Linked DNA regions of Mus musculus: region 1 is linked to region 2. The links are chromatin contacts, called in public promoter capture Hi-C maps. All regions are on one chromosome and are shown on one strand. Each heading gives the region's core, a stretch centred on a gene start, on an enhancer-like site or on the middle of the called end of the contact. The rest is flanking DNA. Distances are from core to core; before and after follow the strand shown.

Region 1 (2,700 bases), core at 177-2,676, 860 kb before region 2:
AACCATCAGCTATAGACCTTTTTCAGCATAAGTAACAGGCAGCTAGGTTTGGGCAGTCACTGTGCATTGGTGTTCTGTCTCTCTAAGGCAAATTCTTTCACGAATTTTTTAGGGTACTGGATAGGATGTGGGATAAATAAAATCACTGCGGCTCCAGGGTTGCTGGGCTTGGATCATCACATTGAAACAGTGGATGCTGAGAAGAAAGATGATGGAAACAGAAGCCAAGAGGACACTGCCCAGGAGGGCATTCAGTTTAGGGACAAAGGCAGGGAGATACCTTCCCTGTAGAAAAGACTCAATCCTATCTTTATTTGGGGGCCACCATGATAATAGGTATGGGGCAACAGATTTTAACAATGTAGGTGTAAGAGAAATACACCAGCTATGTTGTGTTCTCAAAGATGTCTCTATTGATGGCAGATATGTTCTTTTGAATTGAGTCATTCTTAGCTCTTTCAAACAATAATATGCATCATATTTCTGCAGAACCAGCACCTATGAAGTCCATGACGATCTGTATCCTATCATCTTCTTTTGTTAGGAATGCTCACTGTGGAGCAGAGCTGTGCTGCAGCACATTTGACTAGTAGAGCTGAAGTTTCTCCTTAGTTCTGTGGTTCATACCACAAGTTTCTAGGACTGTAATCTCTCACTATGAATGACACTTCTGTCTTACAAACTCCAAACTTTCAAATATCTGACTATCCTGAGAGTGAATACTGCTCGAATTGAAGATATGAAATTTGCGGTGGAGCATTAAAATGAAAGATGCTATGACTGGTTAACTCCACTCTGAGGGAATTTTGCGTTTTGCCTGATTGGACATACCAGAAAACTATTTAAAAGTTTGATTTACTCCCTGTAAAGAAGGCTGTGTTGTTTAAGATGGTTATAGCATATTACACTGCACTTATGGACAGAAGCTGTATATAGCTGCCAGGCTTCAAGCTCCTTCATGTTTATCAGGATGCTTTCAAATTGTCCGCATGTCCTTATGGAAGCATCTCTCTGTCCCAGTCCACACCCTATCTCGGGGTTCATTTGTGTGCTCTTTAAGAGTTCCCCTTGGCTTCTCTAAGTATATGCATATGGCTTGAAATATATTAATCACTTTTCAAAGTCTTCAAGTGCTTGCAATAATTTCCATAAACCAAATTTAATTCAGGTGGGCCTGCTGCCAACAGACGGACCAACCCCAGGGTGGGTCTCTGGCATTTCTTCTTGAATGCTTCATGCCATTAAGGAGAAGTGTTTCAAGCAAAAAGGGAGAGTCCAATTATGCCAAGTTGTGAAGGTTTTTTTTTTTTTTAATGTCCTGTTTTTACAGTAATCTAAGGTTTTGTGCCAAGCCATAAGTATGCCTAATTTTAGCTCAGCTCCTCAGTCAGAAGCAAGCATGTCTGTCTGTCTGTTCTCTTTCAGTTCTTTACATTAGCTCCCTTAAGGCTCTATCTGCCTTTGAGCTTGCTTACCGGCAGTGCTTCTGACCACTCATGGGTTAATTTGAGGCAGCACAGCCAGGCGCCTGTCAGCTCTAATGGATTCATCACTATTAATAAGTTTGGCGCCTAATTTACTACGAGCTGGCACTGGCAATGACGCTGAGAGATCACATGTCCCAGCTGATGCGCAGATTCTTCCCCACTGAAATGGACGTTTCTGCCAAAGTCAATGAGTAAAACTGACAGTGCGGATGACTAACCTCCAGCCCAGAGCCTTTGGCAGCTCACACCTTTGTGCAAAGCACGGTACGTTGTTTAAATTCTTTCAGATTATGATGATGGCAATAGTAGAGATATTTAGTAAATGAGGGAAGTGTGGCCTCCCTACTATCTGCAATGAAGCCTGCAAAAAGGGGATCATTGTTGGCAGGGGGACCTAGTATCATTTGTGAGAGGAGAGAAATGATCAGACCCTTTGCCACACCCTGCTGCCTGTGCTATAGGCCAAACAAATGCCTATCATTGGCCTCAGTTGAAAAGCTAATTTGCAGCTTGTTGAAAAGATGAGGCTCTTTGATACAGAGAAATATCTGGAAAGCAACAGAGTGCACAATACCCACATTTGCTCAGGAGCTGGATATGCCAAAGTGATGATAGTCGAAGAACTTTGGTGATTTTGCAATTTTACAGTCTCCAGATGCCCTGAACATCTAATGTTGATTCACAGCTCTCTGTAAAGCAAGAAGAGTCATGCTAAGATCAGAGAGGTCATTCCTGGTATCCAAGACCAGGCAGTTGGCATAGATAAACAGGAGACAAATGTCCAATGGCACAGCCTCGCCTGATACAAACTTAAGATCTCCATTTGGAAGAGGGAAGCTACTGAGTTTCAGAGGGTCTCTACTTACTATATTAAACTTGGTTTCTCTTTGAGGCCATCTTAAATTCATGACTTACAACCTCAGCCCATGGTCTGGGGTATAAGGACAGTTCAATATCAGTGCTTGCTTTGTAGTTCAAAATTATCTTAAAATTCTTATACGTGGAATTAAAACATTTTAGGAGTTGTGATGTCCTAAAACAAAATGTTCTGATCATGCCCAGTGAGGACAAAAAGGATGGACCTGTGTTTTCTAACCTCAGCCGTATCAAAGCAATGCAGTTGAGAGCATTGGAAGGAGGGTGTTCTATGCACTCACGGTCTGGATTCTTTGACTCTACATCTTCAAGAAGATGTAAAGTACAAGTCTTTACC
Region 2 (2,700 bases), core at 111-2,610:
TGGTTCCTTAGGTGAGATCTACATGGAGTGCATGCTTCTCTGGGGTTATCCCAGGTCCTGTCCCTGTTCAGAACATAACTGAATGAAGTGACAGTGACAAGAAAGGACCCAGACTAGGCAGCAAGTATCCTCCCTGGCTAAGGACACCTGCAATCATTCCTCTGTGAGGGCCCGGATCTCCTGGGTGTTGTTTTACATTGCTGCTATAACAAACATAGTGTCTTAAAACAACACAACTACATTGTTTTACAATTCCAAAGGTTTAGAAACCAGCCAAGGTCCTAGAGTCCATGTATTATACAAGCATCATATCACAATCATGCCAGAGTGTGCAGTGCTTAAATTCTTAGTTTTTTTTTTTTACTGTTTTTTCTTTTTAAACCCTAAAAGAATAAACGAAGTATTTGGTATAGAGAAAGTTGTATGGATGAGAACTTCATTCTTTGAAAGTGAATGCCATCTCTAAACTCAATTGTCTGTGTGAACTTGAAATCAAGGTTTGTTCTACTTGGAAAAGTGGAGATTTTCAAGTGTAAGAGGGATTAACGTTTATTAGCACCTCACAGAGACTTTGTTAGTGGTGTAGTCAGAACTGAAAGAGAAGTTAGAAAGTTGGCAGTTTTCTCACTATGTGAAGGAGAGTAAGAGTCCCTCCCTTTTGTACTGCTGAACATCACTTGGGAAACCCCACTTGTTCAGAAACAAACAAACAAACAAACAAACAAAAACCCCTCAGGGGTCTACAATACTCCACTGCTTCCTGGCAATCTATGCAGAGCAAAGGGTCTAAGGACCAGGTCCTTCACTGGTAAAATGCTGGTATCAATAGTGTTATTTCATCAAGATCATAATTACAAATGAACAACGAAGGAAACTACCAAATCAAAAGCGTAGTAGATCATGAATAATCGTAAGCCACCGTTTTGTTTTGTTTTGTTTTGTTTTGTTTTTGTCAAACCTTGCATATAGGTTTCTGGCTCTTTTGTTGTAAGAAGATCAAAATCGTCTTGGCAAAAGACAAAAAGCGGTTGGTATTTATTCTAGGTGATAGGCGTTAGGAAGTAGTAGTAGCCTGTTGTTTTTTTTTTTCTCATGCCTCGGTCGTCCCCGATTTAAGGTTTTGCCCTAAATGAAGGATCTCAATCACGACCACAAGAAATCCCTCCCGACTTCGGTTTTCCTGGGGCAGGGCGACCGAGTCAGACACCAGAGTGTCTCCAGGCCCTGCCCTTTCCTGCCCGGGCCCCAACCTGCGCCCGAAGCCACGCCCCCAACGCGGCGTCCCTCCCGATTCGCTCAACCTTGCGAAACGCCCTTTCCGGCGTCGCGCTGACGTCACAAACCCTGCGCCTCCCGCTCCTCTTCGGGCCGTCGTTCGAACGAAAGGTCGTCCCTGTGACCGACGAGGTGGTTTGAGCAGCTGTCGCCATGTTGTCGGTCGCCGCCCGCTCGGGCCCGTTCGCGCCCGTCCTATCGGCCACTTCCCGCGGGGTGGCGGGCGCGCTGCGTCCTCTGCTGCAAGGCGCGGTGCCCGCCGCCTCGGAGCCACCTGTTCTGGATGTGAAGCGACCCTTCCTGTGCCGCGAGTCCCTGAGTGGCCAGGCCGCAGCCCGGCCTTTGGTGGCCACGGTGGGCCTGAACGGTGAGCCGGCTTCGGAGTACCCCGATCTCGTTCCCTGCGGCGGCGGAGGGCGGTGTGCTGGGATGTGGTGGGCCGGCCGCGGCTACCTTGGCAGGCCGAGCGCTCCCCGGAGCAGGCGGGCTCACGGTGACGGGATGCTCCCGTAGCTGCATCCCCCAGGAGTCAGGAGCCGGTCTGCACGTCAGTCTGGGTTCCCTCCTCAGGCTTCACTTGACTTTCTTGATTAAGATCGGCCTCCCTGTATCATGGCTAAGATACTGTTAGTTACAGGAATTTGACCTTGGGCAAGTTTCCTCGATGTTACCACAACTTTGTAGGGGTGTTGTGAGTCTTACACTAGAGAATTCTATGTAAAGCCATTGGTACGGTTTAGACGATAAGTGTTCAAAATAGAAATTGAAACAACCATGTAGGAAGTTGTCAGTGTACTGGTACAGTCGCTTTTCAGCATCTTAACTCCCTAGCAGCCCCATCCCTATAGACACAAAACCAGCCCTGTCAGTTCCACTGTAGGGGATCAGCAGTGGTTTCAGATACCAGGCTCTACGGCTTTCATAATCTTACTTAGTCGTGAAGGCGAGGCAGTCAGAAATGATACTTTTTTTTTTTTTTAATACAGAAAACAGAGGTGAAGTGACCCACACAGTGGGAATCTATGCAGTGCGGTCTCTTCCTAGTTTATCTAAGTCTGCTTCACATTCCCTTGTGACTTAAAAATCTAGAAAGCTTTCTGGTGTCTCCTGAAATGTGGGAAGCTGCACTGGGCTCGTTTGGTTTCTGCTCCGATAGTTGACTGACTCTTCACTTTTTCAAGTAGATTAAACCTTGATTTCAAGTTCACAGGGACCATTGAGTTTAGAAATATCATTCACTTTAAAAGAATGAAGATCGCATCCATATAGCTTTCTCCTCTATACCAAGCAAAGTAACATACTATGATTGTTCAGTGTATTACCTACTTGGCACTGCTTGGGGTTGAGTTTATGACCTTTCTACATGTCAACCAAATTGCCTTCTTAGACAGCTTTTCACTCTGCATTCATTCTAATCCTGCCTCT

What was found. Promoter capture Hi-C pulls out the DNA fragments that hold promoters and counts their contacts.
Region 1: a contact with region 2 is called in a promoter capture Hi-C map of hippocampal neurons, with 4 times the contacts expected there. The contact joins the promoter of G630018N14Rik here to the promoter of Uqcrfs1 in region 2. A contact is called at or near these places in 2 of 39 promoter capture datasets (the C10 cell line and hippocampal neurons).

The regions. Positions count from the first base shown.
Region 1 is chr13:31,407,829-31,410,528 of GRCm38.p6, reverse strand. It overlaps G630018N14Rik (a long non-coding RNA gene), which reads left to right and starts at 1,426. Exons shown (of 10, transcript XR_003950526.1): 1 at 1,426-1,751.
Region 2 is chr13:30,543,976-30,546,675 of GRCm38.p6, reverse strand. Uqcrfs1 (ubiquinol-cytochrome c reductase, Rieske iron-sulfur polypeptide 1) reads left to right here and starts at 1,360. Exons shown (of 2, transcript NM_025710.2): 1 at 1,360-1,642. The coding sequence starts at 1,429.